2 separate regions of the Zea mays genome follow, and region 2 is linked to region 1. The links are chromatin contacts, called in public Hi-C maps. All regions are on one chromosome and are shown on one strand. Each heading gives the region's core, a stretch centred on a gene start, on an enhancer-like site or on the middle of the called end of the contact. The rest is flanking DNA. Distances are from core to core; before and after follow the strand shown.

The links. A called contact is a pair of places that touch in the nucleus more often than the background predicts.
Region 2: a Hi-C map of ear shows a contact between it and region 1, with 1.9 times the contacts expected there. The contact joins the promoter of LOC100191950 here to the promoter of LOC103641455 in region 1. A contact is called at or near these places in 2 of 25 Hi-C or Micro-C datasets (ear and endosperm).

The regions. Positions count from the first base shown.
Region 1 is chr10:98,460,858-98,465,360 of Zm-B73-REFERENCE-NAM-5.0, forward strand. It overlaps LOC103641455, which reads right to left and starts at 2,793. Exons shown (of 32, transcript XM_020545795.1): 1 at 2,511-2,793; 2 at 2,353-2,418; 3 at 2,001-2,183; 4 at 1,795-1,860; 5 at 1,590-1,694; 6 at 1,347-1,478; 7 at 1,200-1,256; 8 at 884-1,021; 9 at 671-796; 10 at 460-585; 11 at 181-315; 12 at 1-69. The coding sequence starts at 2,658.
Region 2 is chr10:98,977,294-98,981,599 of Zm-B73-REFERENCE-NAM-5.0, forward strand. It overlaps LOC100191950 (Glycerol-3-phosphate dehydrogenase SDP6 mitochondrial), which reads right to left and starts at 1,889. Exons shown (of 7, transcript NM_001137374.1): 1 at 1,511-1,889; 2 at 1-344. The coding sequence starts at 1,865. LOC103641462 (a long non-coding RNA gene) reads right to left here and starts at 4,122. Exons shown (of 3, transcript XR_560333.3): 1 at 3,972-4,122; 2 at 3,127-3,178; 3 at 2,976-3,026. It also overlaps the pseudogene LOC103642657.

The DNA.
Region 1 (4,503 bases), core at 1,543-4,042:
GTAAGATAGACTTTCCAAGTCCAGTTTTAAATATTGAGGTGGCATAACCATCATTGAGATGAGATTCATCTGAGGGAAAGAGAATCACAGAAGAAACGTGTTTGTCACTATGTCAGGAAAAAGGAAGACGTGAACAACAATTGAAAAATGGCAACATTTAATGTTTTGAGCATGATTTACCTTCCAATTCCTTTGCAATATTTCTTGGCTCCAGAACAGAACTTGCCCTTTTAAAGGAACCCTTACTTGCTGTGACTGACCTCCCTGACCCAGTCTGAAATAACGGCAATTGGCCATCATCGTTGAAACATTTTTCTGCTGGAGAACAAAGATTATCAAGTGAGAAACATCTAGGATGTACTGATAGTGATAGTTTGTGTAATGTAAATAAATTGAACAGATGGTACACAAGATGGCACAAAAGAGAAATGTTTTCACAGTGAAATCAGGAATATATACCTCGCACTGAAGTATTTTCTTCTGGTGTAACTGTCATGCCATTAATAATCAAACTGCTACTCATCAAAACGGATTTTGGTGTTTCAAATTGGAAAGGTGTGGTACAAACACCGGTATGTCCATTACCTAAATCTCACAAAGGGAAATAAATTTGATGAATCATGTGCAATAGATAAATAAGTAAATAATAAGCTTGAATGGGTGTTTTTACCACTTCTTTTAACATCTCCATCCCCCAAAATTGTGCTTGCCTTTTTAATTGAACTATGTTTCACAGCAACAGGCCTTCCAAGTCCTGTTTGGAAAATTGGGAGCTGGCAGCCAGTATCCCATTGTCCTTCACACAAAGAGGTAAACACCTATCATCATGATTGAATTTAGAAAATTGCAAAGAGCCAAAGACAGACTAATATTAGTATCTTACGAATATTTTTAACATCTTCATCCATCAGCAGAGCCCTAGATCTCTCGACGTATCTTTTGCTGATCAAAACTGGTCTTCCGGAACTAGTTTGAAATATCAGAGACTGATTGGCCGGTCTACCTGGACCTTCCACATTTCCTAAAATAGAGGAATTGCATTATACACTAAGAAGGTGCCCGTTCAGAAGTAAATAGGTAAAAAGTTCACATAGTCACTTAAAAGGTACAAGAATCAATGTTAACTATTTTTATATTATTTTCTTCTAGCACATCATTATCTTTCTGTACAGATGACGTACTGATTGATACAGCTCTACCTGAACCAGCTTGAGACACAGGAAACTGTTCCATACCATCCACACCTCCTACATCTCCTGTAATAGGACTCATGGATCACAAATAAGGCATGTCTAGAATCATTCAGCGAAATTCTCAAAACTTGTGAATACTGGAATGAAATTAACCTTCATGTGCAATCATCCGACCCCCTAAAACAGCTCTCGCCTTATCGATTGAGCTCTTGCTGACTAGGACAGATCTACCCGTACTGGTATGGAACATTGGCTGTTTGGCACCAGCTGCATTCTCAACATTTTCTAGAAACAATATATTTCATAGTTAATGGCATGTTTGCCTAGTACATAACATGCAAAAAACAGCATACAAACTAAATGTCATAACTAGTGAAATATGAAATCATTTCCTACCTTCTAGAACAGCTCTTGCCTTCTGAATTGAGTCCTTGTTGAGCAAGACTGCCTTACCAGATCCACTTTGGAACATTGGGAAGAAGTTATCTTTATGCACACCACCTAATTTTTTCACATTATAGTATGTCAAAATGGTACCACAGCACAGAATTCCACCAAAATTATCAAAACAAGGCATGGAGAAGGGAGAAACAAGGCTAACCTCCAAATGGAACATGTAAGTTTGCCAGTTCACCCTCCAGACCAGCATCACAACCAAATGGTTTCTCTGCAGTACAAAAAACCCATCAACACAATGTTGAAGGCATAGAGAAATAAACATAATAAGCAGCGTTGTTTCCAAGCTACCAGACATACAACAGTGTACAGCAATTCAACCAAACCACAATCAAGTGCAAAAGGACTTACTTCTCTTCTTGTTATTGTTATCAGTAGCCTCGTCCACTTCCTCGCCAACCAACGCACTGGCCCTCCTTACGGCTCTCTGGCTGACAGCCAGTGGCCTCCCAGACCCGGTGGAGAACAGTCCAGCCGTATTGACACTCTGAGCCAATCCATCCATCGCATCGCCTTCAATCAGCTGCTCCCGCGCTGCGGGTCCCATCAACGAAAACAGGCAGCCAGCGGCCAGTTACACACCACGCCACTGACGCAAGCGGCAGAGGGCAGACAAACACACAGAGACTAGAGACGCAGTACAGTACAGCAACGACCGCAGCCACAAAGGTCACACGCGAGTACATGGGGAGGCGGCGTCTACCTTGAAGGAGTAGGTCGGCCATAGAAGAGATACGGCATCCGCCGGCGGTGTCCGGGCATAGGGTTTCTGACAACGGAGGAAAGGAGGTCAGGAGTTAACAACACATCCATGATTGATACGAACGAGAATGCACGGGTACACGTTGATGGAGATTGAACCTTCGATTGGCGCTTCGTCGGGCAGCGGCGGATGACGAGGAGCGGGACGAAGCGGACCCGGCCGAGGCGGGTTTGGGGGCGCGTCGGAGACGGGGAGCCAGACGATGCTGCCGTCGGGCTGGCCCCAGACCTGCCACTTGCTCGGCATGATTCCTGGGCCGCGGCGCACAGGCGGGGCCGGGACGAGCCAGCGACGGAGACGAGGGAGAACTGGATTTACTTGGAAATTGAGTGACCGCGCTGCGGAGGCGGGGAGCGAAATCACGACACAAAGGCGTTTGTCAACCCCATTTTCAGAAAGGATTTTCATTTTTACGAACTACTTTTCAATAAAAAAATAGAAATAGTTGAGAAAATAGGGTTTCCAAACTAACCTTAATTTTTAGTTCTCATATTTTATTTTATTTTATTAGTCTCTAAATTATTAAATGTGGAAACTAAAATAGAATTATATACTACTAGTTTTAGTTTTTGTATTTAATAATTTAGAAACTAAAATAAAATAAAAGGCCAAAAAATTAGTCTATAAAAACCAAACACTCCTAATTTTATTGGTTTGGGAGAAAAGTAATGGAGAGGATTAAAATAACTCCAACAATTCTCAATATTCATTTCTTAAACCATATTATAGGAGGGAAAAGAAAAATAGAGCTCCTATGTCGGTTCCCAATCGGGTCGCATGCGAGAAGCGAGCTTCCACCTGTGAATAGATGCGCCAACATCATCGCTCCCAATCCTCCACAATTTTTATTTTCCCGCGCCATCTTCCTGCCTTGGTGCCTCCATCAAATCAATTTGGCGTGCGAGTTGTGCCGGCGAGCCGACGACCTGTGCTTCCATCGGGTGCCACTACACCATCATCCACTGCGACAACCATGAATCCCAGAAGCGACGCATCTCCAACGGAGGGATTGAGGTCGACGACGATGCGACATCAATCTGCAGTAGAAGATGTAGAGGTCCGTGAATCTAGTTCTTGCATTGTGAGCGGCTGAGTCGCGAAGGCCGTGGAGGCGTGGACAAGGCATATTGACTGCAACTTCCGTAGACTTCAAACTCTAGTTCTTGCTTCCATGTAATCGCCTCTCATATTGCTCTCATCTTGATTGCATCATTTCTACGAAGTGCAGTTCTTGACTGTGTTATGGGAACTCTAGACCTTTTATATATCTTGATTGCGAATGAAACAACATCTCTTGAATCAGACTGCATCTCTAGTGCAGACTCTAGCTCTTGATGGCATACCAGGTACTTCTAATTTCTGGACATCAATGTTTGCAGTTGTATGTGACATGAACCAGCAGATAAGAGATTTACTAATTTACTAAAAGTCAAAACAAGTATGTGTACACCACCAGTTAAGAGCTACTACTTTAGGAACCAGGACATAGGAGACCTACTAATTTGTGAGCAGTAATGCTATTTCTGAAAGGCTACCAATAATTAATTAATCTTGTAAAAGTTGGCGGCATGCTTAGGGTTAGGGCTGACAATGGGCTATATTTTTTGCACTATAAGATTTAAGGATCGAAGCGGATTAGGATCGGGTTTTATTTCTAGTCATTTTTGAACTATAATTTATTTAGGTTCTTGACATTTTATGAAGAACTATTTGAATCACGATCCATTACCACCCCTACTTAGGGTAGCCATACACCTCTTTTGAAGGATGCTACAAAACAACAGCAGAGCAAAAAAATTATATTTCTCTTCATTGTTGGTTATCCACATCAATTTTGCAAAATGATATTATCATCGTGTTGCTAAATGATCCACCAACTTGCATTAGGTGAGTACTTGGAGTTTTCAACTTGCTGCACTGATTCCCGCCCTCTTTGACATTTCTGACATTGCATTTGTATGCAACTTTTACTTTTTTTCCTCAAGCACTAATGCCCGACATCTTTTATTTATAGGGTCATTTGCACACCTATAGATGCAAGCTTCAACAACGAGCAAGCTTCCATATTTTTGTTTAATAAGTTCTTCAAAG
Region 2 (4,306 bases), core at 639-3,138, 520 kb after region 1:
CAGCCGTGAGTCATTCATTTGACCATCATAGTACACAACTGTTCCTTTTAGGCTACAATTATGTCCGTTTTTTGCAAGGGTTGGGAAAAGCTCAACTGATTCATCCACAGAATAATATCGGGACAAATGTAGTAGCCTTCTTCCAGCAACAAGATCATAAAGCTTCAAACCAAACCAGTAGTATACAACCTCAAACCAGTTAAAGCAAGGAGTCATGCATGGCAAAGCATGGCACAAATGGGGAGCATTCTCGATGACTTGTTTGCGTTCCTTAAGTGCATGAAAAACAAGTTTCAGCTGCCCATAATCAAGATTGAACACTGCCTTCTCCAAGTAGCGCACGCCTGTACAAATTGAATGCAATATAATAAGGGACAATGCTAAATTAAGTTTTTTCAATCCCAAAAGGCACAAAAACACTGGTGCAGGTATATCTTGTTTGTAATTAAGCCTTTTCCTGTTTCACAAAGTAAAAGTATTTTTAAAAATTACAAAAATTTTACGCAGTCTTTATAGTATGTTCATCCATGCATTTGTTTCAAGCTAGAAATGTATCTGCAAATGATATTACTATGGCAGAAAGCAGAATAAATTTATTGCATCAGTATTCAGTAAGAGGGAACACAAGAGCAAGACATTTTCAAAGTAACAGGGAGAAAGTTAACCTTATATCTTTGTTGGGTCAAAGTTAACAGCAAATTAGACATAGTTGGCACAGTATATCAAGTGAAAACCAACTAATTTTAGGAACCTTGGAAAAGGTTTTGGTTTGACCATCAAATCGACATGAAAAAGTCCCAACAAAGTTGAGTAATAAGAACCTTAGGAAACATTCTTATGAAATGCATTGTTAAGTTCATTTTCTGTTCCCCTAGCTCATTTTGAAATTATCCTTGAAATTTTAGAACGTAACTCAATATCCAGGATTGCCTAATAAATCTTTATGGGATCTTTTATGTTTTCACCTCATATGTCTCTTAATGTACAAGTAAAATAAAATACAATTAGAGAATGTCTAGATGCAAGATGAGCCTCATCTTTTGAATGTAGCATGGATAGTCTAATGGACAGTAAACATTTTATCAACATGTTGACAAATAGCATCAGTCAGGAATGGTCAGTACCACAATACAGGTTCCTAGACAGGCATAAACATATATTAGGAATAAATTTGCATTGCTCAAATAAAGCCAGGGCTTGCTAAGAGCAAATATTGTGCCACTAGCAAAGTAGTGCAATGCCATCGTAGGACAGGTATTTCCAACACAAATTCAACAGATCCACTTGCTAATGTAGCCAGACAATAATTGTATGTGCTATTAAGATAGTGCATAGCACTACCGACCTAACATCACCAAGCATCAAATAGGGCACATTAGTTCATCAAACTGTTACACTCTTGGTCAGACTGCTGACTGTGGTACTCTAATAAAGGATTCGTAGCAGCTGAAATTTGGGAAAACACAGGAGGGGGGTCCGTAGACCCCAGGGTTTGGACAAGACCACGCACCGCCATGGATGAGTTTGGTGGATCGGGAGGAGGTTCCAGAAGAGAAATCCTCGCGCTCCACAAGGCCTACACGGAGCCCGCGGGTGGCGGCATCGAGCGCGACGCCGCATCCGGTGGCGCCGCCGCCAACGACGAGCACGTCTAGGGGCTCAGCAGGGGTGGACCCTGCCAGCGCCGCACGCTGCGCGTCTCGCAGGGGCGGCGTGGCCCCCGACCGCGCAACACGCTGCCTTGCCGCTTCTAGGGCGGCGGCGGACGGGTCGGTGGCGGAAGCCGATGAGGCGGCGAGGACAGCGGCGAGGGTGGAGGAGGCAGCTAGGGCGGCACCGGCGCGGCGGAGGCGCCACGTGGCCATGGCGGCGCCTGACGCGTTGCTTGGATTGTTCGGTTGCGGCTGGCGCCGGCGGGCGGAAGTTGGAAGGAAAGGGGTAGTAGCGTTGGGAGGCGAATCGTGTGTTTGGCCGGTAAGGGCATCTACAAATCTAATAAATACTACGTACCTGTTTTTAAGAGATTATTGCTATTATAGGTCTATGCCCGTGCGTTGCTACGGGTGTATTAAAATGCATAACAATGTTAGTGCCAATGTGTCATTATATAGGAACTAATCCTTAGTAATACTGCACTCTTGTAACAGAAGTATCATCACACCAATACAAGCGGGCAAACTCAATAGTCGTCCAAAGCGAAACAACAAATTTGCCGCAAGCTGCCTACTGCTGGGCGCACTGCACCCTCTGCCCACCGCCTGGCACATCATCTCCTCGTCGTAGGCCTCCTGGTGCTGCTGCTGCCGCCTCCGTATCTCCTCTTTGATGTTCACGTCATAGGGCATCGTATCTTCGCACTCGTCCAGCTCCATGTCAGTGTACTGTGATACTGGCTTGGGCGGGAGAACAGCCTCCAGGGCCTTGCACTGCTCCAGGCTCAACGAGTCCGGGAACTCCACCGAGAAGTGGATGTACAACTTGCCCTTCATGAAGGGCCTCTGATACATGGACATGCCTTCATCGTTGATTGCCTTGAAAGAAGCTGCACAAATTTAAAATAATCATAATCATATGTCAGAATCAAAGCCATGAGAATGGAATTGGATTGTTGACAACTGACACGGTACCACCAAGACACCAACAACATTTTTAGATATTAAATTTTGTTACAACATAAAAGGAATTGCAGATTTCCAATAAAAGTGTGACCATCAAAGACAATAGCTTTAACTAACAAATCAACACCATCTATATCAACTAAAAAATAGGTTGTCCGTATTTGCATAAAGAAATACCAGGAAAACAGTGAATATCAGGAAAAATAATTGGCAGATATGACAAAAACTTAAACATCACAATTTTGAGCAGCAACAATGTAAAGGCATCATCAGTGGCGCATGTAAAATATATACCGTGTCAAGTAGTATCCCCGAATGATCTCCAAAACTTAGCTGCACAATAGTCGCATCACGGTCTGAGTCCTGATCTATCTAGACAACTGGGACTGGGATTGCCTCATCAGATGTCTGGGGTGATAATTTTCCCAAGAATACACATTAAAAAGCAAACTGAATAAATACAGAAGTGGCGTCTGCCACTGATTAAACCAGTCGTGTGAAATCATACCGTTGAAGAAGCTCCCAACACATTAGCTGAGTTGATAGATTGGCAACAAATTCTGGGAAGATTTACAAAACACAAAGATTAGTACATATGTTGTGAAGATTTACAAAAGACAAAGATTATTAGTACATATACAGTGTATATAGAACATGGAAGTATTATACAGGACAGATCTATCTATTACTATCATGTATATACTATAACTTAGGAATTAAGAAACAATAGAGTTGGGGATGAAGAGATACGAGATGGCAGACATAACTTCCCAAATGAATCCTACTACTGCACAACTTATCATAGGCGCAGGCAAAATTTCCCATATACATACACCAATCTAACAAATCATCAACGGACAACTCTACGAGACCATCGAACAACGCTGAATTAGACGGTCTAAATGGAAAAAAAATCTATGCAGAGATCGTGTATAAGTAAAACCCATGGAGCACAGGCTAGAGGCGTCCAATCATGCTGATGCTAAAATCCTTCCGTCTAATCAATCTGCTCACGGCACATGGTAGACGGAGATGTTCGATCCGGCTGTTTACGCGAGTTCGATCCAACTGATCGTCACTTCGTCAGCTAGGACAGACACAAAGGGACACACAGAGATCGTCATGTAAACGTGTCAGTCCTGCATAGAATTTTTTCCCTGGTCGAGATGAAAAAATCCCTATAGCAAAAGAGAACTAAAGCCGGCACCTACGAAACCATTGGCACTCTAATACGAGTACCGCAAGTGGATAATCCCGCTGAGACTCGAGGCTGCCAGCGAGTAAAATCCGACCAGCGCGAGGCGGCGAGCACGACGTCAGGGAAACGGGCCCCGCGGGGATCAGATCGCTCACCTCCGGGCGGGGCGGGGCAGAGGGCGCGCGGCGCGGAAGCGCAGGTGCCCCCGTGACGGGGTAGGCGTGGCAGCGGGGGCGAAGGGCAGGAGGCCGTGGTGGGAAGCGGCGAGCGCCATGGGTGGGTGCGCGCAATCTGGAGCGGAGCGGAGCGGGGCGGAGAGGCGTGCGGCGTGTCATTCTGCCCACCGTGACCGTCTCCGCCCTCAGCTCACTGGAGTGGCGTTGGCGCCGACCGTGGACGGAAGGGGAAAGGTCTGGGGTCTGGGGTGGGCTGACTGAACACAACAAAACATAGAAGGAACCTTTCAGCTTACCCAGGAAGACGACGAACA